Regions from separate parts of the Mus musculus genome. Here all the other regions are linked to region 1. Evidence: chromatin contacts called from public HiChIP or PLAC-seq and promoter capture Hi-C data. All regions are on one chromosome and are shown on one strand. Each heading gives the region's core, a stretch centred on a gene start, on an enhancer-like site or on the middle of the called end of the contact. The rest is flanking DNA. Distances are from core to core; before and after follow the strand shown.

Region 1 (3,893 bases), core at 701-3,200:
ATGGAAAAAAGAAAGCATCTTCAATAAATTTTGCTGGTTTAACTGGCTGTCTGTATGTAGAAGAATAAAAATTGACCCATATTTGTCACCTTGTACAAAGCTCAAGTCCAAGTGGATCAAGGACCTGAACATTAAACCAAATACACTAAATCTAGTAGAAGGGAAAGTGGGAAAGAGCCTTGAACTCATCGGCACAGGGGGAAATTTGCTAAACAGAATTCCAATGGCTCATGCTCTAAGATCAACAATTGATAAATGTGATCTCATAAAACTGGAAAGCTTCGTCCATTGGTTGGGCGCAAATATCTGTACCTGACTTCTTTCAGCTGCTTGTTGGGTCTTTCAGAGTGCAATCATTATTTGTGAGCTCTCCATAGCCTCAATAATGGTGTCAGGCCTTGGGACCTCTCCTAGAGCTGGATCCTATTTTGGGCCTGTCACTGGACCTTCTTTTCCTCAGGCTCCTGTCCATTTCCATCCCTATTATTCTTTCAGACAGGAACAATTATGGGTCAGAGATGTGACTATGGGATGGCAACCCCATCCCTCACTTGTCTTCCTGCTGGAGGTGGACTCTATAAGTTCCCTCTCCCTACTGTCGGGCATTTCATCTAAGGTCCCTCCCTTTGATTCCTGGGAGTCTCTTATACCCACAACAAGGTTGGTGATAGTGATACCTTCAACATTTTTTTTCAGGATTGTTTTAGCCATCGTGATTTTGTGGTGTGTGTGTGTGTGTGTGTGTGTGTGTGTGTATCTAAAACTTAACATTCTACGTTCTGTAAAGAATTGTGTTGGAAGTTTGGTGGCAATTGCTTTGACTTTGTAGATTGCCTGTGGTAGAATGGTAGAATGGCCATTTTTACTGTATTTATCTATGAACATGGGGGGATTTTTATGTTTTCTGAAATTTTCTCAATTTCTTTCTTCATTGTCTTAAAGTTTTTCTTGTACAATCTTTCACTTGTCTTGTTTGAGTTACTCCAAGATAGTTCATGTTTTTTGAGGCCGTTGTGAAATGTATTGTTTCCCTGGACAATATGTTCCTTGGAAATGGGAACCTGCTCCTTGAAGAGTCACCCAGGAGGCATTTGTCACATTCAAGTGGATCTCAGCGAGTTCCAGGACAGCCGGGCTATACATACAGTGAGACCCTGTCTCAATTCTACTCGGCTGGTGTGTGTGTGTGTGTGTAGGTTGGTGGTGGTGTGGACATTGGGTGGACATGGTTGCAAACGCCTGTAATCCTCTAATTTGGGTGGCTATTGCAGAAGGCTCCCAGATTAGCCAGATCTAAATTGCAAGTTCGAGGCTATCCCTGGCTGCACAGTGAAGCAAAGAAAAAACACAGAACAACCCAAAAACTGGCAGCTGCTATTAGGATAAGCAGGCCAACTAGAACTTTCTGCTAAGCATTTTGCTTAAGTAGTAAAAATCTAATCTCGAGCTCCCGTGATATCAATGACTTTTGTGTGGAGTTTATTCCTTCAAGTAAAAAGTTAATTTTATCTCTGTGCCGTCTATGGGAAAACTCCGTGAGACACTGAGAAAGCTTTGATCAATGGCGCTTGTCCCTCAAACAGCAAATCGGTCCTATTCTCATGAGGAAGGCTGAGTCATCGCTTCAGATTATCAGCCAACGTTCCAGGTAGAGCGCATCTGAGATAAACCAGAGCGCCAGAGACCATATCCAGCAATTCCGGGAAACTCAGTCCAAGCAGCTCAAGTTCACTACGGTGGCCGCTAAGGCCATGCAAGCTACAGTCAGAAGGGGAAGAGTGCGCTTGCGCGCCTCACTACACAGTCTGGAACTAATGGGATTTCTTGAAGGGTTCGTCATTCTCGGCTATTCTATTGGCCAAGGAAAGGGAGGACCCGCCTCTCCGCGTAGCCCATTGGCCTCGTGTCCAGGTAGGGCGGGGCCAGGAGTCCCGTTGCATCAGCTGGTTAGCTGGTTCCGCCTGTGGCCACGTGGCGCACGCGCAGTGCGGAATTGTAGGTCTACACCGCCGGCTTGGGGTCTTCTCTGCGGTGCAGCTCACGGGTTTTGTCTCTCTGTGGTCCTTCCATGTCGCAGGAGAAGGCTAGCAGCCCTTCGGGGAAGATGGACGGCGAGAAGCCGGTGAGCAGGCGCCGTGGGGTGCAGAGAGCGGATGTGTTCTGGGAGCCGGCACTGCCCGGCGGGGCAGGAGTGGAAAGTAGCAGGGAGCAGTCGGTATTGGGGGCCCTGGGTAATAAGTTAGGAACTCTTGCTGGCAGGGTCTGGGGGGTGGGGGGGCATCTTCATCCTAGAGATCTGTGAATTGAGACTGAGTGGTTTGCTCAGATAGTAAGCATTTGGGGCTTAGACTCCCGCGCTTGTATTTTTTCACTAAAATAAGCGGGAAGAACATTTGAAGAACTTTTTAAAATCCTAAACTGCGTGGAGCAAAAAGCTCTAGTTAGGAAGGAAAAGCCAGTCCCCGCGATCAGATCCAGTTTGCCCAAGATTGGGTGCTAAATAAGGCTGGATGCCCCCATTGACAGACTGTTTTGAAATTAAAGCCTCTGTCTGCCAGGTGCTGGAAGCGACCTAAATAACTTCACACACATCCCCTTTAAACTTTGCTTTGGGCTGTCACCCACTGGTTAGGAACAGCATTTGTACACTGGCGTGTTTTCTGCCCCACCCCTCTTTTACAGCCAACTGTGCCTGTGTCCCCTGTGTATTTATTTGCCCTGGCACTTAGTCAGGCAGTCCAGGTGGCTACACAAGTTAAGATCGATTCCTGACTTTGGGGGCTCCCCAAATGTGCAGGACTGGAAAATCGTACTTCTCTGATTAGCTTGGTTGAGTTATAGAGAAGCACAGTCAGACTGTTTTATTGGGTTTGGAAAAATGAGGTCAGGTAAATCAGGCAGGGCAGGGCTGTCCAGGTTCAGGGGATGAATTGTGCCCCGGCTGTACAGGGAGAGACGGGAGGGAAGTGCAGCGATTGAGGCTATCAGTATTCTCTACGTGCAGGAGTTTTGTAGGGAGGTGCTATGTATGTATTGTATTGTCAAAAAGTGACATGGCATGGGGGTTTAAGGAACATTGGAAAGGGGTGAGGCCATATGACAGATTGTCTAGGTAACCATTGCTGACGGTTGCTAGGGTCTTCATCAAGAGGAGTTTCCATCCTGATAGGGCAAATCACTAAAATGCTTGTGTATGCGCTTTAAGCTACAGATTTAAGGCGATGAATGACAGGTATACATGGATAGATTTTGTTCCTATTTCCTTATGTTTTTAAGGTGTTTTATGGTTTTATAACTTGGTTACCCCTTTGCCTCCTTCCCTGCTGTCTTTTTTTAAATATTTTTTTTATTTAGATTTATTTATTTATCATATGTAAGTGCACTGTAGCTGTCTTCAGACACTCCAGAAGAGGGAGTCAGATCTCATTACGTATGGTTGTGAGCCACCATGTGGTTGCTGGGATTTGAACTCAGGACCTTTGGAAGAGCAGTCAGTGCTCTTACCTGCTGAGCCATCTCTCCAGCCCCTCCTGCTGTCTTTTAATCCTGCTAAACCCACCCTGTTACTTCTGAGGCCGACTGGGTTCTTGAGATTCGTCTGAGGCTGGAAGCTTCTTAAGATAATCATCCCCTGAGTGGGCATGTAACACTTCAGAGTGGGACTTTGTGAGTAAAATTACTTGAAATGTGAAGTGTGATGTCATTTCCTCTGTAATAATCAGGTACCTTAAACTTCTGGCAGCTTCCTGGGCGAGGTACAGATCTGACCCCAGACTTCGCTTGTCATCGAGAGCCGTCCTCAGCCCCACAGGCTGCAAGGCCTTTTTCCTTTCACACATAATCTTCACAGCATTGTTGTGAAGAACATAATTACATTCAGTGTGAAGAGGGAA
Region 2 (4,064 bases), core at 164-2,663, 670 kb before region 1:
AGGATTGCCCTGGGGGAGTGGCAGAGGTAGGGATCCAAATCCCTGACATATCCCAGCTTAAAAAGTCATCAGGATACTTTATTAAGAAGCTTGTCTGCCTCATTGTGTTATTTGGATCCATTTCGACTCTAACCCTGGGAGGAAGAAGGGAGGGAGGGAGGGGGAGAAAGGGAGAGAGAGAGAGACAGAGATATAGAGACAGAGACAGAGGGAGGGAGGGAGGGAAGGAGGTAAGGAGGGAGGGAGGGAGGGAGGGAGAGAGAGAGAGAGAAAAGAAAACCTTTCCTACTTCAAATAAAATACCACAGTTGCTAAGTGAAGATTACAAAAGACAGTAAAACAGGCCAAGAAGTGGTGGGAGTTTGAGATGGGGAGAAGGGAGTGTGTTGGGGGCGACAGGATGGAGGCAGTGCTATGGAGCTGACTGTTGAGGTAGAAGGTGGTAGAACCTAATTACACACACACACACACACACACACACACACACACACACACACGCTACAGCATGTATGTAGAAGTCCATGAATATTATTTAAGAGTTGGTTCTTCTACGGTGGGATCTAGGGTTTAAACTCATGTTGTTAGGCCTGGGCAGCAAGTATGTTGTTGTTGTTGTTGTACCTACTTAGCCATGCCCCCAGATCCTTTGAGGATTCATCTCAAGGAGTCCTCTGCTCTCTTTGACAGTGGGTTTGCTCTGTGTACTTTGCCATCTGTATGTGATTGATTCTTCAAGTCTTTGATTTTGATGTCACAGACCTGTAAATACATGGTCCAGATCAAATCAGTAGGATAATTATGCTTCATCGAGTATCCTCAGGCCAGCAACATCTGCATCACTCTGGAACTTACTAGAAATGCGGCTTCATTGGTCTTGCCTGGAGTTACTGAACCAAAACCTCCGGGATGGAGTTCAGAATTCTGCGTTTCAACAAGCCCAGAATTTTGAATCACTGGCTTAAAAATCACAGTTTGTACTGGTCCTACCTGGGCATCCGTTCTCCTGGAATGAACGGCATTCCAGCAAAGGAAGAGAAAACGCTGTTGGTGGACTACATTCTTCTATTACTGTATCTCCGTATGTGTACACTGCTTGCACTATTTACCCTTTGGTTTTCTTGCCCACTCCTAACCCAGAACCGTGCTTTCCGAGGGCATGAATTTTTGCCTTTCATTCCAGTTTCCAGCCCCAGCACAACAGAAGCAATCCAGCAGCCCTTGCTGGCCAGAGGATAAAATATTAAAGTGGCCTCTCCTTTCTAATTGTCCATTCCCTTAACAGCTGCTTCCTGCTGCTTTCCATTCAGGGAACATTTTCACAGTGGCTCCTGTGCGGGAGCCAAGAGCTGTCTCTCCCAGGGAGTCTGAGAGCAATCATCGCTTTTGCATACAGGACAAGTGGAGGCCCTGGCTTCTTGAATGCAGTCGAACCTTCTTGCGCATTCATGTTTTGTTCCGGCTGTCCTCAGAGAACACAGCTATACAATAGCCCAGAAACCGAACATGGTGATTATTAAGCTGAGTTCTCTATGCCAGCTTCTGGCTGGACCTCTCTCTCAGAGGCAGTTGTACACGGAGAGTCAAACGTGATCTGGAAATAAGCCCTCGGGCTGCCTGCCAGAGAATACCGCTAGCAGCAGTTCTTATTTGTTCTGTCTGGCCCAGAGACTTGGACAAACCTCTTGGGTTTTCTAAAGTCGCCTTTATGAGGTGGGGCACTCGGGACAGCAAGTGTAATTGCAGAGTGGTTAAAAGCAAAGGCACGGGGGTCAGGACTAAGATGGCGTGCATGGGGTAGTACTGAATCCAGACCACCAAGTGTCCTTAGGATCCTTCTCTTCCTTACTCAGCAGAGCCTCTTCTTTGGCCTGAATCTCAGGCAAGGTTTCACAGAACAAGCCAGAGGCAATGGCTGCTAGCATCACAGGAGGCCTGGTACCCACAACAGCAAAGGAAACCTTTCTTTCACCACAGTGTGAGAAAAGCCCTCCATCTGATGTGAGGCACAGGGACCTTCCAGTGCAAGCAATTGCTTCAGTTAGCAGTGCACCCAACTCGAAGGAAGAGGAGGAGTACTTAAGCCTGCGCGGTGGGAACGAACCCCTCTCACCAGAATCAGAGAGAGAGAACAAGCCGCCCACCCACCACCCCATACTGTTGCTATCAGGGGAGATGGCTGCCTAGGAGGAAACATCCAGATACCTCAGTCTGTGTGCCACATTGTGCACCCCTGAGTAACACTTCATTTTGTTTATTAAAGACACCCACATACTGCAGAGCTGGCTATCAGTTTCCAAAACAAGGAAGAAAAGTAATGTGTCTCTGAAGGCAGGAAGTGCAGACTCGTACCCACTGTCATAATGTAGGTCCCAGTTTCAGAGGGTTGGGGGTGGGGGAGCACAGACTGGCCATGCACATGCACACACAGACACACAGACACACAGACACACAGACACACACACACACACACACGAGCACACACAGACACAGACACACACACAGACACACACACACACACACACACACACACGAGCACACACAGACACAGACACACACACACACACACACACACACACACACACACACACACACACTTTTTATTATTATAGTGGCAGGAAGATGTCCCAGATTCAGTAGGTGAAGCACTTGTGATTACACCTGACAACCTGACTGAATCCCCAGAACCTATGGCAGAGGGAGAGAACTGATGCCCCACCTGAGATAGATGGATAGATGGATAGATAGATAGATAGATAGATAGATGGATGGATGGATGGATGGATGGATGGATGGATAGATAGATAGATAGATAGATAGATAGAAGATAGATGGATAGATAGATAAGATAAGATAGGTGGATGGGCCGGGCAGTGTGGTGCACACCTTTAATCCCAGCACTCGGGAGGCAGAGGCAGGCGGATTTCTGAGTTCAAGGCCAGCCTGGTCTAGAGTGAGTTCCAGGACAGCCAGAGCTATACAGAGAAACCCTGTCTTGAAAAAACCAAAAAAAAAAAATATAGGTGATGGATGGATAGATAGAAAGATAAGATAAGATAGATGGAGAGAGAGAGAGAGAGAGAGAGAGAGAGAGAGAAAGATGGCCGGGCGTGGTGGCACACGCCTTTAATCCCAGCACTTGGGAGGCAGAGGCAGGCAGAGCTATACAGAGAAACCCTGTCTCAAAAAACAAAAACTAAAACAAACAAAAACAAAAACAAAAAAAAGAAAGAAAGAAAGAAGGAAAGAAAGAAAAGTAGATAAAATACACAAGAGCCCCAGGTTATCTTTGGGAACCTTTCTTTCCAGAGTCTAGGAGGAAGTGGGGTTTCGTTACCCAAGGACACACCCGTGGTGGTTCTTTGACAGGCTTGCATTATGTAAGCCTTTGCTTTTTGCAATGCCCTTTTCCATGAAACATCTTGTTTGTTTGTTTGTTTGTTTTTGTTTTTGTTTTTTCAAGACAGGGTTTCTCTGTATTGAAACCTCTGATTTTGATCATATGTATGCCCGGTGATGTATCGGCATAAGTTGGTAAATAAGGAAGTCTCCCTAAAAGTTCATCCAAAGGACATGATTTGCCTTAACTGCTTGTATACCCCAAACCAGTGCTAGTTGGATTGCCCCGCTGTTTTCCAGCCCCTGCTATATCCATGTTGGGATGGGATGTTGTGCCGAGGTGGCTAAGAGGAGTGATTTACTTTTATTGTTTAAAGCATACATATAGGTGTAGGTTTGGTTGCCGACAGGTTGCTAGGAGCACTTTTAGTTACAATGGTATGTTACGAGCCAAGTGGAGCCTTAGGTTGCTAAGCTTCTCCTGTGCTAGACCTCATCACCATCAACCATGGATTTAACCAACCATGGCTTAAAAGGTATTGGCCTGCTGGGCGTTGGTGGCGCATGCCTTTAATCCCAGCACTCGGGAGGTAGAAGCAGGTGGATTTCTGAGTTCGAGGCCAGCCTGGTCTACAGAGTGAGTTCCAGGACAGCCAGGGCTAAACAGAGAAACCCTGTTTCGAAAAACCAAAAAAAAAAAAAAAAAAAAAAAAAAAAAAGTTATTAGC
Region 3 (4,188 bases), core at 359-2,858, 710 kb after region 1:
TATATATACATATATGTATATATATGTGTGTGTGTTTGTATGCATATGTATGTGTGTATGTGTATGTATATGTGTGTATATGTATGTGTGTATATGTATGTGTATTTGTATATGTTTATGTGTATGTGTACATGTATGTGTGTATGTGTGCATATACGTAAATATACATATTTTGAAAAACTTACATACAGTTTCCAGGAGACTAAAGACTTCTCCTAAGTGTGGTAACTGCTGAAGACTTCCAGTACCAACTCGGAATTGCTGAGTCTCAAAAGGACCCGGAGAGTCTTACATAGCTTAGAGTAGGCCCCCTGAGGAATGAGGTATTTATTAGGGAGATTATGTTGTTCTTGGCATTTTCTACCAACTGCACTGTGCATTTAAGAGGAGCAGGGGAGGGAGGCAAGCACTGGAAAAATAAGCAAGGGATAAACAGCACGTGGAAGAGGAACGCTTTTCTCTCATCTCCTATTTAACCCTTAAAAGGAGGTCAGTTGTACGACTGCAAAATGAAGGATACATTGATTACTTCAGTAGGCATGTGCTGCTTTGGTTTTTATTACTGTAATGAAATACCCATGTCTGGATAACACTATCAAGGAAGGATTATTAGTTGGTGATTGCGCAGGTTCAAAGGCATGTTTCTTTAGAAGACCTTGGAGCAAATGACAGTGTTGGGAGACCCTGTAAAAGGGAAAGCTCCACTTGCTGGAAGGGCGGAGCTTTAAGGGTCACTTTGCTCTCATCCCAAGAGACCAGGGAGCCCTTCAGAGATCACTCTCCCAATGACAAAGACCTCCCTGCAGACCTCGCCTCTTAGTGATCCCATCACCTCCCATATCACCAAGCTTCCAATACTGGAATTCCCCAGCAAGCCACACCCCAACCACAGCAGAGAAGAGAGTCGGGCGAGACTCACAGACGCCCCAATCTTATATGCTTGGTAATTTAAGTCTAAGACCCTGAAGCAGAGTAGAGTGTTTATTGCCAAGGGACTGGAAGTGAGGAGATGGACTGAGTAAATGCCAATCGAAAGATATGTTTCTGCTTGACAAGAGGAATGGACTCCAGAGCTCTGTTGTGTGGCCTGGTGACTCCTGTAAATGGCAGTCTGTGTACTTGACATTACCAGGGCTTAAAGGTTCTCATCGTAGTACAGTGAGAAGCGTGTGAAGTAACGGGTGGGTTAATTGGCCCATTGGCTGTTCTGCAATGTATATGTATTTCTAAATATCACAGTTGAGGTGGGAGGTATGTGCAGGTTTTCTATGTCAGCTAAAATATACGAAGAGGATAAAACAGTTCTCGTTTTTTTGTTTTCTGTTTTTCTTCTAATTTGTACGTGTCAGGGGGTCTGCGGGTGTGTATCGTGAGTGGGAGAGCTTTATGTTCTTCGCTGCCACCCCGCTGCTCACTGACAGCCAGCTCAGTCCAACCCTATCTCCTCCGCCTCCTCATAGCCCAGTGTCGTAATCCAATCAGGGGAGAAAATCTGTAGTGTTTACTTGGCAAGCTACATTCATTCATTTTTTTCTCTCCCTCTCTGCTTAGGTATTGACAAATCTCCCAGGACTTTGGAAGGCTGAATGGACTAAACATGAAGAGCCTGAAAGCAAAGTTTCGGAAGAGCGATGTAAGTACGCAGTGACTCACAGTCTGGCTGCCCCACCGTGCTCCTTGGGCCTATGGAAACAGCCATGCTCCAGCCCTGATAAGGCTCTGGGTTAATCAACTACAGATTCCGAAGCACGGGCCCGCCAGCACAACGTGGTGTCTGCGAATGAGCGGGGTTTAGTGTGCTGTTTGTGTGTCCAGCTTTCCGAAACGCCTGTAAAGGCCAAAAGAAACTCTTCCTGTCATGGAGAGACAGGAGCAGTCAAGTGGAAGGAGCAGGAAAAGCCAGTGTTTCCAATCCTGATTTAGAATGTCATTTTATTAATTTTATATTTATTATTAATCCACTCTAGTTTTTTGCCCGACCCCCACCCCTGAGAGAATCTTACTTTGTACAGTGTCCGGCCTTGAACTGATGGCAATCCTCCTGCTTCAGCCTTCTAAGTGCTTACTCATCATAGTTGGCCAGAATAGGGGTGATAAAGGACTTACATTATTAACATTGTTCCCTTGGTCTTTAAGAACCTTGAACTCAGTGTTTGTAGTTCACTAGTCTTTTTACTCCCCCTACATTCCTGAATTTTTTTTTTTTCTCACAAAGTCCATCATAAACAACTTTAGATTGGCGGACTGGATATAAGGTCTGAAACATGAAGGTCTCCCATCAGAGAAGGTGACAAGGACTCGAATAGCGATACTCTCAAAGAGTCTTACCTCTTAAGCTGTGCTGGGATCCGAGTCTTGTAACAAGCTACATTCCAAAAGCTTCAAGCGAAACAGTTGCACGAGAGAGAAATTCATGGAAGAGCATTAGATAGAAGCCCAGGCAAGTCAACCTTCAAAATAGGCTTGCTCTGTTACTGCCTAAGATTGCGTAATTAAAGGCAAGCCTGGAGTTTTGTGCTCTGCCATGAATTTATTTCAGCAGGTTGGCACGGTTTCGAGTTTGCAGTAAAGGAGGCTGCATCTTCATGGCTAGTGCACTCTGCGTGCACCTACTTATCTCTCAGACTGCGCTGTGATGAGTAGCTGTGTACTTACTACTTTGATAAGAGGCCAGACTCGATGCTTCGAGAGTGACTCCAAAGTATCAGCTCTTGAAAAAAAAAAAAAAGTAACAAGAAATCTTAGAGAAAAATTCATTTCACTCTTAAGGCAAATTAACTGCAACTCAGAGAATGTGAAGTGACTTGAGCAAGGTCAGATAGTTAAACCCTTCTGTCACTTCCTCAGACGCCCCTCCCCCAAGCACACTTTACTATGCTCCCCGGCTGGCCGATGGTACTAAGCCTATGTGTCACCTTTGGCTTCAATTAAAGAGGAAAGGCTAGTAATACACTGCCTTGCCCAGTTCCAGAGGTACCAGTCTATAAATTACCAAATAAGGGAATTTGGGGTGGAACGATAGCTCAATGGTAGAGCATTTGCTTAGCATTCGTGAGGCCCTGTGTTCAATTTCCTTGACTGCCAAAGGGGGGAAATTGATCCAAGAGACTTTGGGCTGCTTCCAACTGTGTACGTTGAGATTATTGGAGCAGGCTCTCATCCTCTGGGAGTTGTGATCTATAACCAGGGCAGGGTGTGTATGTGTGTGTGTGTGTGTGTGTGTGTGTGAGAGAGAGAGAGAGAGAGAGAGAGAGAGAGGGAGAGGGAGAGGGAGAGGGAGAGGGAGAGGGAGAGGCGCACATATAACGCTGGATGTGAAAATTTAAAATGGGGATTATACAGAGGGTACTGCTGGAATCTGTTTTAAATGAAAATTGAAACATTTCCGTGAATTAAAAAAATAAAACCACAATAATAACACTGGTAAAAGCTTCTGAGATCTGGCAGCACGAAGGTCTTGGTTTGGGCAGTAAAGTACTAAGAAGGAACGTTCGAGGAGTGGCCCTCGGGAAGGAGAGCAAAGGAAATTGGTTGAATGGAGTAAGACCCATCTATAAATTTATTCCCAAATTTATCCCAAATTGTTTCCTCAAATTACATCACTGGATAGCTAAATGGAGGGAATAAAAACACAAGAAGAAAGCACTTTCCAAACAAACCTGCTTGTTAGCCAGCCACATGCTGATCCTGGTGCAACTCATGCAACTGTACGCCACCGGGCCCCTGAGGTGTCCTTGCCACCAGCCTCATGGGATAGGTCTCCCTGGTTTTTCAGATTAAAGAACTGAGGTCCCGGAGACGTGCAGCCATTTCTACGTTGTGGAACCAGTTTTTGCAGCGAGGTGTTGGAAGTCTAGGTTTCCTGAAGAAAGGGGCTTGGGATGGAGATTTTGGTTTATGAGATGGTAGTGACTCTGAACTGGGATTGAGGCTTGGTAGACATGCTGTTTATTGGAGGCCTGACACACATCTCCGGGGCCTGATGCTTAGATGCTAGTTGGTCTGTACTTCTTTATTCTGCTAAGGAACTTACAGATTATAAAGACGAAAGATGCAGGGAGCCTCTGAAGAAGGGACCTGGGAGAGGTCGCTTTTACGAGCATGCCTTTCACTTGTATTTGGTACCTGCCATATGTATCACTGGTTGCGTATTGACCAGAAAACAGGTTTACCAACGATGGTGTTCAT
Region 4 (3,880 bases), core at 1,091-3,590, 750 kb after region 1:
GCAAGTGAAAGATCTGTATGATAAGAACTTCAAGTTTCTGAAGAAAGAAATTGAAGATGGAAAAATCTCCCATGCTCATAGATTAGCAGGATTAATATAGTCAAAATGGCTGTCTTGCCAAAGCAAGATACAGATTCAATGCAATCCCCATTTAAATTCCAACTCAATTCTTCATCGAGTTAGAAAGGGCAATTTGCAAATTCATCTGGAACAACAAAAAACCTAGGATAGCAAAAACTATTCTCAACAATAAAAGAACCTCTGGTGGAATCACCATGCCTGACCTCAAGCTGTACTACAGAGCAATTGTGATTAAAAACTGCATGGTACTGGTACAGTGACAGACAGGTAGATCAATGGAAAAAATGCCTTTTTTTTAACAAAGTAAGACATTAGGGACTTAGTTTATATTTTATGGGACTGATAACATTTTTTATAGTTATGTGTTTTAGATAAACTATGGTATAAGATAACTATTATTTGTTTATTTATACACCTGGTTATTATTTTTTGAGTAAGCCATAAGAGATAGCTTTTATACTGCAGGATCAGGAAGGTTTGCACTTTCTAGGGTGTACAGGCTATTTGTCGGTCTCACATACTGCCTGTCTTTCTGTTTCTGGCACTGTTACCCCAATCAACCACAGATCAGCAAGCATTCCCTTGCTAGCTTTTGAAAAAAATGACATAAGTAACTGGGAGTTTATTTTCTAATACTCTGATCATGAAACTTTCTCTGTAACTGTGGTCCTCTCAGGAGAGGACAGTTGGAAGGCCGTCTGGGTGAACTTGACACTGATTATAAGCCGGGACAGTTGAGGACTAATTAAAGTGAAGAATGGCCTGACCTTCGTGAAGCCAGACACAACGCAGGAGGCTTGTGCTATGGAAGGGGTCCCCACTGCACAGCCATCATCTCTGAAGTCTGGGGAAGGAGTCTATCTTCCTGTTGTCTGCTTTCAGTCTCCCAGAGGCTGGACAAAGAGATAGTCACAGGCCCTAGCAATGAACTCCACTCTGGAGATGAGTTAGGAAAGAAAGCAAGCCCCGGAGTGGATCAGGCTGAGGACAGCCAGCCCTCCAGGAGCCGCTCGCGTGGCTGGACCTCATGAGTGGCCATACCTACTGCCAAGGAAGGTACTTATTGTCTTCTTGCTCTGTCTCTGTCTCCTGTGTCACCGTGCTAAGCTGTACCTCACAGCCGAGTGCCTTGGAGAAGGTTACCTCTCTATACAGATGACAGAAAACAACAGATTAGGACGTAAAAGTGTACATTTATGAGAGTACTGTGATTTTGTTGGGTGACCATCGCAAATCTACCAGGTTAGGCTCTTCTGAATCTTAAAAAACTTATATTCTTGTGGGGGTGGCTATGGGGGACTTTTGGGATAGCATTGGAAATGTAAATGAGGAAAATACCTAATTAAAAAAATGTTACCAAAAAAAAAACCCAAAACAACATATATTCATGCCACTTAAAAAAACTTATATCCATGTGTCGTGTGTATGTGAGTGTACCACGCCACACCCGTGTAGATCAGAGTGAGTCTTGGGATTCAAACTTAGGTTGTCAGGCTGGGCAGTGAGTGCCTTTACAGCTCTCTGGTCTGTTAAGTTGTCCCTGCCTATCTTCTCAGCACTATGGAGGCAGAGGTCAGAGCATTGGAAGTTCAAGACCCTTCTCAGCCATAGCAAGTTTGAGGCAAGCCTCTCTGAGAGCCCGTCTCAAAAATATAAAACAAAACAAGAAAGCTTTAGTTTTTACAAATAATTTTATAAAAGACTTAGCATGCTGATACTTTAAAGTAATGATGAATATATTACCACCCTCCCCCCATTTTGTTTGAAAATATTATTGACAAGGGGAGCTCTTCCTGGCTGGTACCTTCTCTTAGCCCTTTGCCCTAGCTCTGAGTACTTGGTCTGAGTTCGTGGGTATTTATCATCGCTGTGTTTAGTCTCTGTGTTTAGAAGTGTTGTTTAGAAGCACCATGTGGCACTTATGTTTCTGAAACACAAGCTGTTTGCCTTGATTTTATTGCCTGGAGTGTATGTTGCAAAAGAGAGAGAGAGAGAAAGAGAGAGAGAGAGAGAGAGAAGAGAGGAGAAAGAAGAAAAGAATGAAAGAACGACCCAGGTGGTTTTTACTATATTTCATTTCCATGCTTTTTACAAATTAGAGGAGGAATTATCAGAACAAGACTGGGGAGTCTGAAGGAGCCAGGATGCTGGAGGAAGAGCTGCAGAATCCCTCCCACCCCTGGAATTTAGCTTCCCAGAGCCCTGGCTATGCTGGGCTGTTCTCCCACAGGCACTCAAAGGAAAACAAAAGTCTGCTGATGAATGAGCAGCCCAGCTAGGACCTGTGCCCTGTTTGAGAGGGAGCTGGTTTCCTGTGTCCCCTCTAGCCCGTGGGGAGATGCGTTCAGGGGAATCCATACGTCCTCAGCCTCTCCTTTTCTTTGCCTTATACAGCAGTCCACATTCAAAAGGTTCAGAGACCCATCCCGACCTCTCTAAGCTCACTTAAGTCTCCTTTCTCCAGTGTGGCTTCAGTCAGCATCAGAACCTGAACAGAAAGAAGACCTGCTGTGCCCTTGCTCTCTGTCTGTTCTGCTTGGGATGAAATGACACCCCCACACCCCGGAATCTTGAGGTAGAAAGGAATTTGGGGGTGTGTTGCATGGTAGGCGTTGCAAACAGCACTACTTAGTTAGGTATAGATGTGGTCCTCCAAGGTACAGGTTCTTACTGCTTGTTTCTCTGCCCAAATGCTAGTTCTGAGAATGTGTGCTACTCTTAGCTCCTCAGGGCTCTGCCCTCCAGGTAAAGTCTCTACTAATACCCCTATTCTACATAATAGAGGCCAACAGCCATCCTGGTTAGGGTGACAGCAGATGGGCTCTGGTCTGGTTACTTGATGGTTCAGATTGATCCCACCCAACACTGCTCACCCTTGTCACTCCAAACTGGGTATACTGGTGGCTTCTCCAGTATCCCATCTCCATACGGGGATCTCTTTCTAGGTCTTATCAGTCGACCTCAGACATAGCCTGGGAAGTGGCCAGTGAACAGCCTTTGTAGATGGGCAGCTGATCAAAGAGATAACTAACTAGCCTTCCCTTCTTGCAGGCACCCTGATCTCTGTGTGATTCCGTGGATTGCCCCCTCTAGCTGGAGGCGAAGAGCTCAGAAGCTGGGGTCCCCAGAATGAGCTCTTTTTCCTCCTGGGAACTGCTAACATGCCCTGTCCTTCCAGTACTCGTTAAGGCAGGGGCGGCTTCTGGCAAGGACTGGCTCTTCCCACTGCAGCAGTTTAGCTTCGGAAAAGACTCTTGTATTGAAGATGTGGTCCCCAGTGCAGTGGGGTTCAGGGCTTGGGGAAGGAGATTGCATCACAAGACCTGTAACCCCATGACTGAATTAACCCACTGATGGATTCGTGTTTTGCAGTGTATTGAAGGTGGCGGAAAGTTTAGAAAGCAGGAGCCAGTGGGAGGAAGTAGGTTACTTCCCTGAAAGGGGAGATTTTGTTCAGGGGCTAGCCATGAGACGAGGAAGATGAGGCCACTCTCTCTCCATGCTAATACGTCTCTCACCACTCTCTAGAAACAACAGAGCCAGGGAATCATGGGCCAAAACCCAAAACCCTGAGTCAAGGTACATTTTTCCAGCTTTAAGATGATCTTTGCCAAATGATGGAGAGCTGACTAACACAATTACCTTCAAGTCACCTCTGGAGGAGATAGGTGTGGTCTTGACATTTTTGGAGGTGAGCCCACAGTAGTCTCGTGCTCAGTGTTGGCATTGGTGACATCCTAGGGATGTCATGAGAAGATTTATTTCAAGCGCTTAAAGTGCCTCAGGACACTTAATAGAA
Region 5 (4,034 bases), core at 625-3,124, 810 kb after region 1:
GTGGTACAATTTACCTACTTCTGGTTGGTAACACTCATCTCCCTTATTCTGGAGTATAGATTATTTATAAAATGGCAGCTGTATTTTTTTTTTTTTTTACGGATTCTCTACATGAAATACAGTATCCTGTATTGGACACTAGGATAGAGACAGATGTGGTAGTGCACACACTGGAAATATCCAGCTAAGGAAGCGGAAGCACAAAGATCAAAAGTCCAGTGCTAACCCAGGAGATAGCAAGTTCATGGCTAGCCTGAGCTTTGTAAAGTGAGGCACTTGGCTCAGTGTTAATGTGTAGAAGAGCCCAGACCGTGCCCCTGGTGTGAATATAAAAAGGCTACCAGTGGGAGAGTGCTGTAATCTGGACACACACTGTTGTAAGTTAGTTAGCAATCATCCATTGTGCTGAGGTGTCCATTTTTGGCAAATGTATTATGAACACAGACGTTAATGTTAGCAGACACAGGGTAATGTTTCATAACTGCTTTACAAATCTAAAGTTTTCCAGGTGTGAGGTGTATTTTTTTCAGAAAGGAAAAGGTCTGAAAAGAGACGGCTCAGTGTCAAGAATGTGTGTTGCTCTTGCATGAGACCCCAGTTCCAGTCAGGCACCCACAGCAGACAGCTCACGGCTGCCTTTGACTCCATCCAGAGGGTCTGACACCCACTGCTGGTCTCCCTCACATGCATAATTAAAAACACAGTCATTAAAAACCATTCCATAGCTCAACAATAGCTCACCTAGAACTGATCTTACCAAACCGAGTTGACATTTCCAACCAAAACAACAACAAAGCTTTTCTCATGGCTGCACAAATTCTTTTCCTGACTATAAAAGCAGTATTAATCTATTTTAGAAAGTCCATTAGGCCTTATTCTACCAATTCTGTAAAGTATGTATTTAGAAAGTATTTTAAAGAAGAGGGGGGACCTCGGTTATAATGACTGTTTACCTAGGCATCCCTGGGATGTTGTAGTTGGACAGGGGAAATTTCTAACTGTTAAACGAATCCCTCCTGTGTAGCTGGTTGTGTATTTACATCCTCCAACTCGGACTTATTAAAGGTGAATTCTGAGGCCCACTCCCGCACACTGCCACTTCCTTTACTTTAGGCCGTATCAGTAGACTTTTGAGATGAACACTCATATAGGCAACACAAGGGAATCATGGTCCTGTATTAGCGTTCTGACGTCATCTAGTAAGATTGTGGCTGGAGAGACACAATGCATTGCAGCCAGCAATACCGTGAATTGTAACTCTCAACAGTAAGGTGGGCTCTGGCTCCTAAACAACACAAAGCAAAGCAAGATTTCTTTAAGTGCCAATTTAGAATGGCTGAGACCAAAGGTTGATGAGCATGCAATATAGTCGAAGTACATCTGTCGTTTTCTCCAGGTGGGATTGTAAAATGTTAGCTATTTTGTATGTTTCACAATTCCTTTACAAGTTAAACATGTGCCTACTCTATGATCCAGCCCTGTGTGTTTTCCCAACAAAAGGAAAAAAAAATGTCCATACAGAATTGGATACTTAAATGTCCCTGTCTTATTCACAGTAGCCTAAGCTGAATTGCCATCAGTACTGAGTGGATGCAGATAATACGATATATCTGTGTGAAAGCGTATCACTCAATGATGACGTGCAGAAGGGATGAGCTGTGTGGCATATAAACAGCACCAGACATAGAAAGCCGTCAATAATAATAATAATAACAATAATAACAATAAAAACCAGCTACACATATACCCTTACTGTGTGGCAGTCCATTGTAGAAAATGAAAATCGGGGAGTCCTGGCCGCCTGGGGACAGAGCAGGCAAGGATTGGCTGTGAGAAGGAAACCTTGGGGATGACTGATGGAAATCTGTGGTTGCCATGGTGCTGCTATCTGTGCTATAATCATTTGCTATAATCTCATGAAATTGTCAACTGTCATTTGAGGCAGTTTGCCACCGTTCGTATCTTTTACAGCTGAAGAGAAAAGGGCGGGACAGCCATCTTTTATCAAGTGTCAAAAATAAGCCACTGTGCTACCAGTGACCAACTCCGTATGTTCCTGACACTGTAGCTCACCTAGATGAAGTACAGGGATTTCTGGCAAGGTGTTGTATTGAGTGAGTTCAAGGAACCTTGCAGTAATTTAACAAAGTTTAAGGACAAACAAAGTCTTAAGGGCATTAACCATCAGTCCAAGACCATGAAAATTTTTATTCCCTTACAAAATGTTTTCCTCCCAGACAGCTCTTACGTATTACTATGTCCTTTAAACGGATTAATAGCAGAAAATTTAACAAGTAATAGATGTAAAAAAAATCATGTTTAATATACTTAATTAGTCAATTCATGACACACATAAATACTAGTTCTATTTAACTATATTATAAAAAAAAAAAAAACAAAACTCTGCTATCTCAGGTTTTAGGATAAAGTCCAGAAAAAAGGCTGCTATATAAACTATAATTTAAAATATAACTACAATTTCTAAAAAAATATTCTGAGAGTATATCCTCTGCAATTTCTGAAATTTTCAAAACTATACTTTTATAAGTAATTGTCTCTTACTTGCATGTATTTTCTTTTATTTGCATATATTTTAACTGCCTGTTTTCCTGTTGTGACATTTTCTATCATTTTACTAGTGGATTCCCAGGAGACCTTCTTTCTGCGGTCAGACTCAAGGAGAGTAGTCAGTGTGACACTTAAGTGTAATGAGCACGATATTCAGGAAAATTCCTTAACTGTCATTTGTGTTTCTACACACAGGCTGAGATCAGCTCCATACAAGAAAACAAAGACAGGCTGAGCGACAGTACTGCAGGTATGAACAGGAAAATCGCCTTTCCTGCCTTTGACCACATTTAATTTCTTACATGTTTACATAAGGAGAGCAGCGTCCAGTCAAGCCCTCTGTGTAAGGTCATGAGAACCAGCTCATGCCTGTCCCAGGACTGCCAGCAGCGCACAGGCGTGCTTTCTCCACTAGGAGGGGTTTATATGTTAAAGAACTAAGCCAGCAGTGCACAGGCGTGCTTTCTCCACTAGGAGGGGTTTATATGTTAAAGAACTAAGTTTGAGTGTAAAAAAAAATTCCATCTTCAGTTCTCACTTCCCATTAGTATTTTCTCTAATTAAGAATGCGGCAGTAAATAGTGTTGGCAGAGTAGCAGCAGTGCCCGGAGGACTCAGAATTTCCTGTCACCTTACGATTGTAGACAAGTTCAGATACCAGTTACTGTACCTCCCACTAAATGCACAGCAGTTGTTGGACCTGTTTTCAGTCTTAGTTATTTAGTGTGTCAAAAATAAGCTATCAGATTGCTATAGCCTGTGTATTTCATCTTATGCATTTACAGTTTGGGGGTGCAGGCCACAGGTCTCAGGCTTATAGCATCTCACTCTCATTGTACCCAAGCAGCAAGGTATATCACCAAGACAGAGGGGACTCTATAGCCCTGCTGCTCCCACTAGCTAACTTTAATTCCCACCGTGGGCTCTAAGTACATTTAGGTAAAGAAAGTGCCAGTAAGTCAAATGCAGTCGCAATGGCTTCACCAACACAGGGGCTAGTCAGTGGTGCCTTTTTTTAAAATCATCTTATTTATTTACATTCTAGTCCAATTGTGCCTTTTAAAGATCTGTCCTAGGACCCCAATTCTGAGGCTAGCCTGTGCTGTATAGTAAAACCCTCTCTCAAAAAGAAAAACAAAAAAAAAAAAAAATGAAGAAGTCCCTTTTAAAGGAGATGCAGATAGATACCTATACCCACTGTGTTGCAAAGAATATATCTTTAGAATTCTATTGAAATGAGTCTATAGGATTTCCAAGGTCCCCTTTTCTCCAACATTCACTTTCTTATAGTGTATGTTCTATAAATGTGTGGATTTGTGGACTTTAGAAATTTAATTTTCTGGGGCTGGTGAGATGGTTCAACAGTTAGAGTACTGGCTGTTCTTTCAGAAGTCCTGAGTTCAATTCCCACACGGTGGCTCACAACCATCTGTAAGGGGATCTGATGCCTTCTTCTGGCCTGCAGA
Region 6 (3,751 bases), core at 4-2,503, 640 kb before region 1:
GATTATATATACACCCTGTCCTAGGCACACTCGCTGTCTCACTATCCGCTCCCCTGCTGTTTTATTTATTTTTGCTGTTATTTTTATTTTGGAGTCAGGGTCTCACTGTACAGCCCAGGCTGTTCTTGAACTCAGAATCCTCCTGCTTCAGTCCTTTAAGCACTGGATTTACAAGCATGTCCCACCATGCCCAACCGCCCCTCCCCCCTCTTTCCCGCTTCCCTTCTCCCTCTTGCTTTGACCCTGCTGGCTCCGCCCCCTGCTGGCTCCGCCCCTGCTGGCTCCGCCCCCAACCTCTCTCTTGTTTTGTTGCTTTACATTTCTAACTGGGCTCCTTGCCATAAAGACTCCCAGCTTCCCTGAGAAGCAGGCTGGTGGCACATGTCTTTAATCCTAGCGCTTGAGTGGCAGAGGCAGGCGGATTTCCGAGTTTGAGGCCAGCCTGGCCTACAGAGTGAGTTTCAGGACAGTCAGGGCTACACAGAGAAACCCTGTCTCGACAAACAAACAAACAACAAAAACAACAGAAAGAGAGAGAGAGAGAGAGAGAGAGAGAGAGAGAGAGAGAGAGAGAGAGAGAGAGAGAATCAAACCCAGATAACCACACCATTGGCTTCTGAACAGCTGCTCTACCAGCTATTTTTGCTGTTGCAGAGTTGGGCTACTGTCAGGTATCATGGCTCACATCTGAAGTCCCAGTATGTGGGAAGCTGAGGCAGGAGGATAGCTACAAGTCTGGGGTGAGCCTAGGCTACACAGTGAGTTTTAAGCTAGCCTGAGCTACAGACTCAGATGCTGTCTTACCTCCCTGCCAAAAGCCAGGCGGTATTAAGTGGAGAAGAAGCTGATTAAGCCAATAGAAACGTGGAATTTTATTAAGACAATTAATGGTAGCATACATGAAATGCAAGAAGCAGGCATGTGCTCTTAAGAAGTGAGCTGGATCTCGGACGGCCCACTTTATGAACTCATTTTAACTGAGGGGAGGATCATTCGTGAATTAACGTAGGAAAAAGTGGGGAAAATTCCAAGAATGGGTTCGCTCCTCCTCTATGCTCTAACCTGAATGATCTTACCTGAAGGGGGAGAGGGAGGAGGAAACCCATCAGGAGTGGTACTGTACCTGGACTGGAGGTTCTTGGTTGTATCACAAAGTAAGCTAAACAAGTTACCCGAGTAAGCCAGGGGGCAGTGTTCCTCCGTGGCTTCTGCTTCCATTCCTGCACCGACCTCCCCAGGTTTTCTGAACAAGCTTGCATATTGCTCAACTCCTGGTGCAGGGAAGCCTTTATAGTGAAACAAAGGACAGTTAACACTGTCACAGCCTTGCTGGTCCCAGCAGGTTTGGAGCTCTCCTGTGTCTTCACTGTTTGAGTTTGAGTGGTCACATGGTGTCTTACTGTCGTGCAGTCCCGTGTTGCATCAGCCTCTAGCCACTGGGGTACCTTTCCTCGGATTTCCTTAATTTACGAGAGCTGTAGCACCATCCTAGAGAGGCTGGTTGTCCTCTGGGCTTTAGCTGACCTGAGAGGACAAGATTCAAAACATCACCGAGCTTCTTAGTCCTTTTATCTTACTTGGTTGGATCCAGAAGGCCAATTGCACCAGTCAACAAAGCTTCAGAGGGTCCCAGATTAGACCCCAAAGTAGCAGTGGGAGACGGAGCTCACTGTTGTCACCCAGGCGTTGCTGGATCGGATCTTGGCTTATGCTTCAGGAAAGAATCCCGACTGAGTCTGTGAGATCCTTAGCTTTAACTGTCCAATTGCCACAGTCTATAATCATTTGGTAAAGGCATCTCAGCAAGGCACTGCCCACACTGAGTTGGCCTGTGGCCATGTCTGTGGGGATTGTGAGTAGCACTATGTCCTAGGTGAGGGTGGAGGAGTAGAGGTGGTGGGTGTGGAGGGGGTGGGGGTGGCCCTGAACTGTGGAGGAGCAGAGAAATCTCCTTGAGCACTAGGAAGCTGAACATGTGTGCATTCGTTTCTCTCTGCCTGCCTGCCTGAGATGTGGCCAGCCAGTTGTCTCAAGCTCCTGCAGCGGTGTCTTCACCGTAAGGGTGGGCTGTGACCTGAACGGTGAGCTAAAGAACATACTTGCCCCCCCCCCCCCCAGTCTCAATTTGTCAGGGTATTTTAATCTCAGCAGCAGAAACAAAGCTACAAGTCAGGATGAAGCAAACTTGTGGCTACTAAGTAAAGAAGGGAGCTGTTTTATTTTATTTTTTTTTGTTTCTGTTTTTTTGTTTTTTTGGGGGGGGTTGTTTGTTTGTTTGTTTGAGACAGGGTTTCTCTGTGTAGCTCTGGCTGTCCTAAAACTCACAGAGATCTGCTTGTCTCTGCCTCCAGAGTGCTAGGGTTAAAGCTGTGCACTACCACAGAGAGCTAAGAAGGATGTTTTTTGTTGTTTGTTTGTTTTGTTTTTTGGTTTTTGGTTTTTGGTTTTGGTTTTGGTTTTGGTTTTGGTTTTGGTTTTGGTTTTGGTTTTTTTTGTTTTTTTTTTTTTTGAGACAGGGTTTCTCTGTGTAGCCCCGGCTGTTCTGGAACTCACTCTGTAGAACAGGCTGGCCTTAGAACTCACAGAAATCTAGCGCTTCTGCCCCCTAAGTTCTGGGAGTCATTAAGTAAAGGGAAATGTTGAGTTTACTAAGAGAAGAGCTGAAGTGCGCACTCAAGGCAAGGAGTAAGCACAAGTTCCTCAAGAAAGTCATAGAAAAACTTTCAGAATTAGTGAGACGTCTGGCACAGGGACCTTCTGCTGGCCTGAAGACCAGACTTCCATTAGGGATCCCGTAAAGATAGCAATCAAATGGTCACTCCCTAGAGTTGTTCTCTGCTCTCTCCATCAGAGGGAGGGAGGGAGGGAGGGAGGGAGGGAGGGAGGGAGGGAGGGAGGGAGGGAGAGAGAGAGAGAGAGAGAGAGAGAGAGAGAGAGAGAGAGAGAGAGAGAGAGACCGGGCCTGGCATTCACCCCAGTGAGAACACCTCTTCCAACAAGGCCACACCCCCTAATCCTTCCCAAACGCTTCCACTAACTGGGGACCAAGCATTCAAACATCCCCATTCAAACCACCACAATAAATAATACAAGCTTGTCTTCTGATTTCTGACACCTCCTGGGGTAGACTCAGCTGGCAAGGCTGGGATTTACAGCTCTTTGCTGTGTTAGCTTTTGGAATCCAACTGCCTTGTCTGTGACTCCTCCTCAAACCATCCTGGCTTCTTGCTTCCATCATCTCCTAAGTCAAATGTGACTCCTTCTCAGAAGGACACTTGTGATTATAGTTTAGATCTTACAAATGGCTCAGAATAAGCTCCTCATCTCAAGATCCTTAACTCAATCACACACGGCAATGTCCCTTTTGCCATATAAGGTTGAGCCTGGGAGGTTTTAGTCTTTAGCATGTGGATATTAGCTTACCAAAGTAAAAAAATTTAAAAAAAGCCAAACAGCTTTTATTTACTTCTTTGCCACAACATTGTATGTGGTTTTAAAGGTTACCCAAGTATACATACTGCTCTTTCTGGTGCCTTGTCCTAACATGTTGATTTAAACAAGTATTCTAAGTATTAGCTTGTGGCTGACCAAGAGGATGTTAATTATTTGCTTGTTTGAATATTCCCACATAAGATACCAAGCATAATGCTTTACAATTTTAAATGAAACACAGGCTCATAAAGGATAATGTGTGATAATCAAGGTATCCTTCTATTTATTAAATGCCTTGTGAGTCACCCTTGCTCCTGAC
Region 7 (3,807 bases), core at 1,008-3,507, 750 kb before region 1:
GTCTTTTAAGCAATGACTATTTGATGTTACCGTGATGTATGTTAACATTTAAGCAAGGTTTATAACACACTCAAAGGTTTCAAAAATGGAAGTCAAGTGTTTTCAAACCCCTGTTGAAAAGTGAAAGTAAGCAGAGTAGACATAAGGCTGTGTGTGGGTGGGAGGGGGGACCAAAACACCTACTTTCTGATGCTTAGCACCACGAATGTGGGCAGCATATGCATCTGCTCCTGTACAAGACACATCACAGAGCTCGCAACGTAGCTGATTTTGTGTCCCACGAGTTGAGTTGTTGCTGCTGCTGGTATTTTGAGAGGCTTTCAATGCGGCTTCCTTTTTTTTATGTTTCTGTCCTTCTAAGTGCTCTTTATAAGTCTGTTTTGAACAAAAAGTACAAATTTTCTTTCTATAACATTCTATTCAATTTTCAGACCTCTAACACTCATTTAAAAATGGGATCATAAGCTGACTGGCACATGCCTTTAATCTTAGTACTCAGGAGGCAGAACTGAGCTGCATTGAGTTTGAGAACAGCCTGGTCTACATGGTGAGTTCCAGGCCAGCTAGTTACATGGTGAGACCCTGTCTCAAAAAAAAAAAAAAAAAAAAAAAAACAAAAAAAAAAAAAAAAAAAAAAACAAACCAAAACCAAACGAACAGATGCCCAAAACAAAAGAAATAATCCAACAAGTGTGTGGTGCAGACCTGTAATAGAAGTGCTCAGTAGGCTGAGGAAGAGAATCATTGAGTTCAAGGCTATCCCAGGCTTTGTAATAGTATACTTACTGTCTCAAAATAAATTAAATAAAATAAAAGGGGAGAGAATGAGGAAAGCATGGATGAGATCTGCTATTTTCAAAGCACTTAAGAACAGGGGAGATTGTATGGATGATCTGTAATTCTCTGCAGGTTATTTAACAATAGTTTGCTATTTGGTACCAAGGACTGAATTCAGGGACTACATCTTTAACCTTCTAAGAACAATGTTCTTCAATATTCTATGTATGGGTACACATGCTTGAGTGTGTGTGTGCTGAAGAGTAAACAGAGCAAGCACAACCTATGTTTCTGTTTGAGAGGGTAGCCCAGCCTTTCTGTAGGCAAGGTTTTCCTGAGACCATCCAGGGAGTGAGTGCCTGGGATCTGACTATCCCTGCTTTCTGAATGAACACTAGGATTCTAAGCTCAGGCAACATGAGACATCTTTTACACATGACTTCTGGGGATCAAACTTGTGAAAGTCTGTTTGGAAAACATTACTGAGCTGTTTTGTTTTTAACCCAATAGCTTTGAATTACAAAAGTACTTTCATAAATAGACTATATATAAGATAAACTGCCCATAGTTTTAAGAACTTTTATTTTTTTTTTTTGCTTGTGTATAACACTGGACAGAAAATAATAACTTAAAAAAATCATTACACAAGTCTGATTATAGAATTAATCTGCAAAACTACTGCATGATAGTAGTTCTTTATAAAAAGTTATATTTATAAAATTTAAATTTGAAAATCTGAATGCACTTTAATATTTAATCTAGTTAAACAGATTGCTTAAGAATGAATACGAGTACATATATTTTAATACTAAGTAGGTGTCAATAATTCAGAAAACACCAAAAAAAAATATTGCAGGATTATGTATTAAAAACAAAATTAATCCGATAAATTAAAGAGTACATATAAGCCAAGCATAATGGCACACGCCTTTGATCCCAGCACCTGGGAGGAGAGGCAGGCAGATCTCTGTGAGTTTGAGGCCAGCCTGGTCTACATACACAGTGAGTTGGTGCTGTAGAGGGAAGATGAGCCAAGCACTACATAGTGAGACCCTGTGTCTGTCTGTCTTCTGTCTCAAAAGGGGGTGGAGAGATATACTGGTAGAATAGAGCTGGAAACAGAAATATGTGAAGAGTTAAATTTGACCTACTCTCCCCAAATATGCTTTTTATATGCCAAGCTGCTAAAATTTTTTTTTAAAGAAAGATTTATTTATTATTATATCTAAGTACACTGTAGCTGTCTTCAGATGCATCAGAAGAGGGCGTCAGATCTCATTATGGATGATTGTGAGCCACCATGTGGTTGCTGGGATTTGAACTCAGGACCATCAGAAGAACAGTCAGTGCTTTTAACCACTGAGCCATCTCTCCAGCCCTAAAATTTCAGAAAACAAATCAAAAGCATTCATGCCTGATACCCTCAGAGGGAAGAGGCACCACACCCCTGGAACTGTGGTTAAGTGAGTTAGCACAAAGCTCTGGAAACCCAACCCAAGGCTTCTATAAGATCAAGTGCTCTTAACCACTGAGCCATCCCTCTAGCCAATTCTTATGTAAATTCCTACATAACATTTTTTAAGACAGGCTCTTGTTTTGCAGTCTAGGCTGACCGTGTGAAATCTTCCTACTTTTGCTGTACAAGTTGTTGGGATTACAAGTGTACGCCCCCATACTTGACAAAACAGGGCTCTCTTAATAGTCAAAAGAGGTGGAGTTTAGAAAGGGATGAATTCATTAACAGACCCATGCTTTAAAACAAACATTTTAAGGTATAGCTGGTAGAACCATGACAAGAAAAAAATAATAAAGGACTCATATTTGTCATAGGTTGATCTTCTTTTAGGTGAGTAGAAGAAAACAGGGTCTCTCACCAAAGCTGGCCTAAAACTAACTATATAGCCAAGGACAACAATAAACGTTTCTACCTCTCAGTACTGGGATTACAGGCGTGCAGCAACTACCATGTCTGATTCTGTAGTTGTGGGGATGGGTCTACGGCTCAGAACAGAGGCAAGCACTTCACTGACTGCCTTGTATCCCCAGCACGGGAGGTCATCTTTCTTAACTTTTCTCATTTCCAATGTTCCCAGTCCCCTTGTGGAGAGAGCTATAGAAGTTACATTCTATAAAACATGTACAAAATAGACTCATTAGAAATACAATCAAAATTTATAATTGGAATTTTAAAAATCTTTTAAAGTTTTATATAAAAAGCAAAGGAGGCACCCTAGAATGGGTGGAGGGCTCAATTTCCTTATTTTTCAAACATTTATAGCCACTTTTACAGTTTTCCTGATTATTGCTTTTGTGTTTCAACACAAACGACTTTCAAAGAAATGTTTAGTGAAATACAGCCATCTCTCAGTGTCTGCAGGAAATTGTTGCAAAATCCAAGCACACTCAAGTTCTTTAAATAAAATAGCAAAATTATTGCACATAATCTATTTCACCTGCATACATTAAAATCTATAGATTATTTGTAATACCTGTTGTAAATCTTACTGAACAGTTTTACTGTTCAGTTTAGAAAGTAATAGGGAAAAAAAGTGTAGGTACTCCACACCAATGTAGTTTTCCACATGCACATTTTTGATTTATGGGTGAGCTGCTGAGTGTAGAATACACAGATGTGAATGTGCTTTGTAGGCACAGGAGTTAGAATATCAACCCTACTCAATTATGAAAAATAACCACGGAGACTCATGGTAAATACACAATATAAGTACCTGTGGTCCAGCACAGCTGATCTTACAAACATCACAATAATGAATCTGGGGTGGTTTGGGAGGCTGTTTTGGTTTCAGTTGTTTATTTTGGAATGGTGTTTTTTTAGTAAAGGTGGTCCCTGTCCAGGCAGCTGTTGCTGCTGCAGCAGCAGCTGCTGCTGCTGCTTGCTTCTGTTGTTGCTGCTGCTGTTGGTAGTAGGAAGACGCAGCTGAATATACGGCTGCTTCATAACCTGAATAAGATGTACCTTACAAATAAAACGAAACAAAGATTATGTTATATGATTATAAAAGGACAAGT

Evidence for each region. Promoter capture Hi-C pulls out the DNA fragments that hold promoters and counts their contacts. HiChIP or PLAC-seq counts read pairs in DNA pulled down with a chosen protein or histone mark.
Region 2: an H3K4me3 HiChIP or PLAC-seq map of stem cell-derived neural progenitor cells shows a contact between it and region 1, with 5 times the contacts expected there. The contact joins the enhancer-like site here to the promoter of Tars in region 1. A contact is called at or near these places in 2 of 39 promoter capture datasets (the 3T3-L1 cell line and pre-B cells), 2 of 484 Hi-C or Micro-C datasets (CD4 T cells and embryonic stem cells), 6 of 115 datasets of contacts at active chromatin or transcription factors (the 230-238 cell line, double positive thymocytes, embryonic stem cells and 3 more) and 2 of 9 other capture datasets (adipose tissue and liver).
Region 3: a contact with region 1 is called in a promoter capture Hi-C map of liver, with 3 times the contacts expected there. The contact joins the enhancer-like site here to the promoter of Tars in region 1. A contact is called at or near these places in 2 of 39 promoter capture datasets (embryonic stem cells and liver) and 1 of 115 datasets of contacts at active chromatin or transcription factors (astrocytes).
Region 4: a contact with region 1 is called in a promoter capture Hi-C map of cranial neural crest, with 2.8 times the contacts expected there. The contact joins the enhancer-like site here to the promoter of Tars in region 1. A contact is called at or near these places in 6 of 39 promoter capture datasets (the 3T3-L1 cell line, cranial neural crest, hippocampal neurons and 2 more), 1 of 115 datasets of contacts at active chromatin or transcription factors (embryonic stem cells) and 1 of 9 other capture datasets (adipose tissue).
Region 5: a promoter capture Hi-C map of hippocampal neurons shows a contact between it and region 1, with 2.7 times the contacts expected there. The contact joins the enhancer-like site here to the promoter of Tars in region 1. A contact is called at or near these places in 2 of 39 promoter capture datasets (embryonic stem cells and hippocampal neurons), 3 of 484 Hi-C or Micro-C datasets (all in embryonic stem cells), 6 of 115 datasets of contacts at active chromatin or transcription factors (acute myeloid leukemia, astrocytes, embryonic stem cells and 1 more) and 2 of 9 other capture datasets (embryonic stem cells and macrophages).
Region 6: a contact with region 1 is called in an H3K27ac HiChIP or PLAC-seq map of embryonic stem cells, with 6 times the contacts expected there. The contact joins the enhancer-like site here to the promoter of Tars in region 1. A contact is called at or near these places in 6 of 39 promoter capture datasets (the 3T3-L1 cell line, 3T3-L1-derived adipocytes, the C10 cell line and 3 more), 1 of 15 datasets of contacts at CTCF or cohesin (large pre-B cells), 3 of 484 Hi-C or Micro-C datasets (the Ba/F3 cell line and embryonic stem cells), 11 of 115 datasets of contacts at active chromatin or transcription factors (the 230-238 cell line, bone marrow-derived macrophages, embryonic stem cells and 4 more) and 1 of 9 other capture datasets (embryonic stem cells).
Region 7: a contact with region 1 is called in a promoter capture Hi-C map of embryonic stem cells, with 3 times the contacts expected there. The contact joins the enhancer-like site here to the promoter of Tars in region 1. A contact is called at or near these places in 8 of 39 promoter capture datasets (3T3-L1-derived adipocytes, the C10 cell line, cranial neural crest and 4 more), 1 of 15 datasets of contacts at CTCF or cohesin (large pre-B cells), 3 of 484 Hi-C or Micro-C datasets (adipose-derived mesenchymal stem cells, nephron progenitors and neural progenitor cells), 6 of 115 datasets of contacts at active chromatin or transcription factors (the 230-238 cell line, astrocytes, embryonic stem cells and 2 more) and 3 of 9 other capture datasets (adipose tissue, liver and macrophages).

Annotation. Positions count from the first base shown.
Region 1 is chr15:11,397,715-11,401,607 of GRCm38.p6, reverse strand. It overlaps Tars (threonyl-tRNA synthetase), which reads left to right and starts at 1,950. Exons shown (of 19, transcript NM_033074.3): 1 at 1,950-2,122. The coding sequence starts at 2,069.
Region 2 is chr15:12,064,105-12,068,168 of GRCm38.p6, reverse strand. Gm34759 (a long non-coding RNA gene) reads left to right here. Exons shown (of 5, transcript XR_875043.2): 5 at 1-20. Among named protein-coding and RNA genes, the nearest start is that of Gm34759, 14 kb to the left of the region's middle. Within about 2 kb of position 1,413, at least 84 of the 459 cell types and tissues checked have an H3K27ac peak or open chromatin away from gene starts, as enhancers often do. A contact at or near this core is called in adipose tissue, double positive thymocytes and stem cell-derived neural progenitor cells, where this site is marked.
Region 3 is chr15:10,687,816-10,692,003 of GRCm38.p6, reverse strand. It overlaps Rai14 (retinoic acid induced 14), which reads left to right. Exons shown (of 18, transcript NM_001166408.1): 2 at 1,552-1,633. The coding sequence starts at 1,598. Among named protein-coding and RNA genes, the nearest start is that of Gm52214, 19 kb to the left of the region's middle. Within about 2 kb of position 1,608, at least 82 of the 459 cell types and tissues checked have an H3K27ac peak or open chromatin away from gene starts, as enhancers often do. A contact at or near this core is called in liver, where this site is marked.
Region 4 is chr15:10,646,996-10,650,875 of GRCm38.p6, reverse strand. The region is part of intron 2 of Rai14 (retinoic acid induced 14); the gene reads left to right. Among named protein-coding and RNA genes, the nearest start is that of Gm10389, 49 kb to the right of the region's middle. Within about 2 kb of position 2,340, at least 109 of the 459 cell types and tissues checked have an H3K27ac peak or open chromatin away from gene starts, as enhancers often do.
Region 5 is chr15:10,582,566-10,586,599 of GRCm38.p6, reverse strand. It overlaps Rai14 (retinoic acid induced 14), which reads left to right. Exons shown (of 18, transcript NM_001166408.1): 13 at 2,764-2,818. Among named protein-coding and RNA genes, the nearest start is that of Gm10389, 16 kb to the left of the region's middle. Within about 2 kb of position 1,874, at least 110 of the 459 cell types and tissues checked have an H3K27ac peak or open chromatin away from gene starts, as enhancers often do. A contact at or near this core is called in hippocampal neurons, where this site is marked.
Region 6 is chr15:12,034,958-12,038,708 of GRCm38.p6, reverse strand. No RefSeq gene overlaps it. Among named protein-coding and RNA genes, the nearest start is that of Sub1, 41 kb to the right of the region's middle. Within about 2 kb of position 1,253, at least 67 of the 459 cell types and tissues checked have an H3K27ac peak or open chromatin away from gene starts, as enhancers often do. A contact at or near this core is called in the Ba/F3 cell line, embryonic stem cells, epiblast stem cells and 1 more, where this site is marked.
Region 7 is chr15:12,146,096-12,149,902 of GRCm38.p6, reverse strand. It overlaps Zfr (zinc finger RNA binding protein), which reads right to left. Exons shown (of 20, transcript NM_011767.2): 6 at 3,507-3,754; 7 at 184-375. Among named protein-coding and RNA genes, the nearest start is that of Mir1898, 23 kb to the left of the region's middle. Within about 2 kb of position 2,257, at least 4 of the 459 cell types and tissues checked have an H3K27ac peak or open chromatin away from gene starts, as enhancers often do. A contact at or near this core is called in embryonic stem cells, where this site is marked.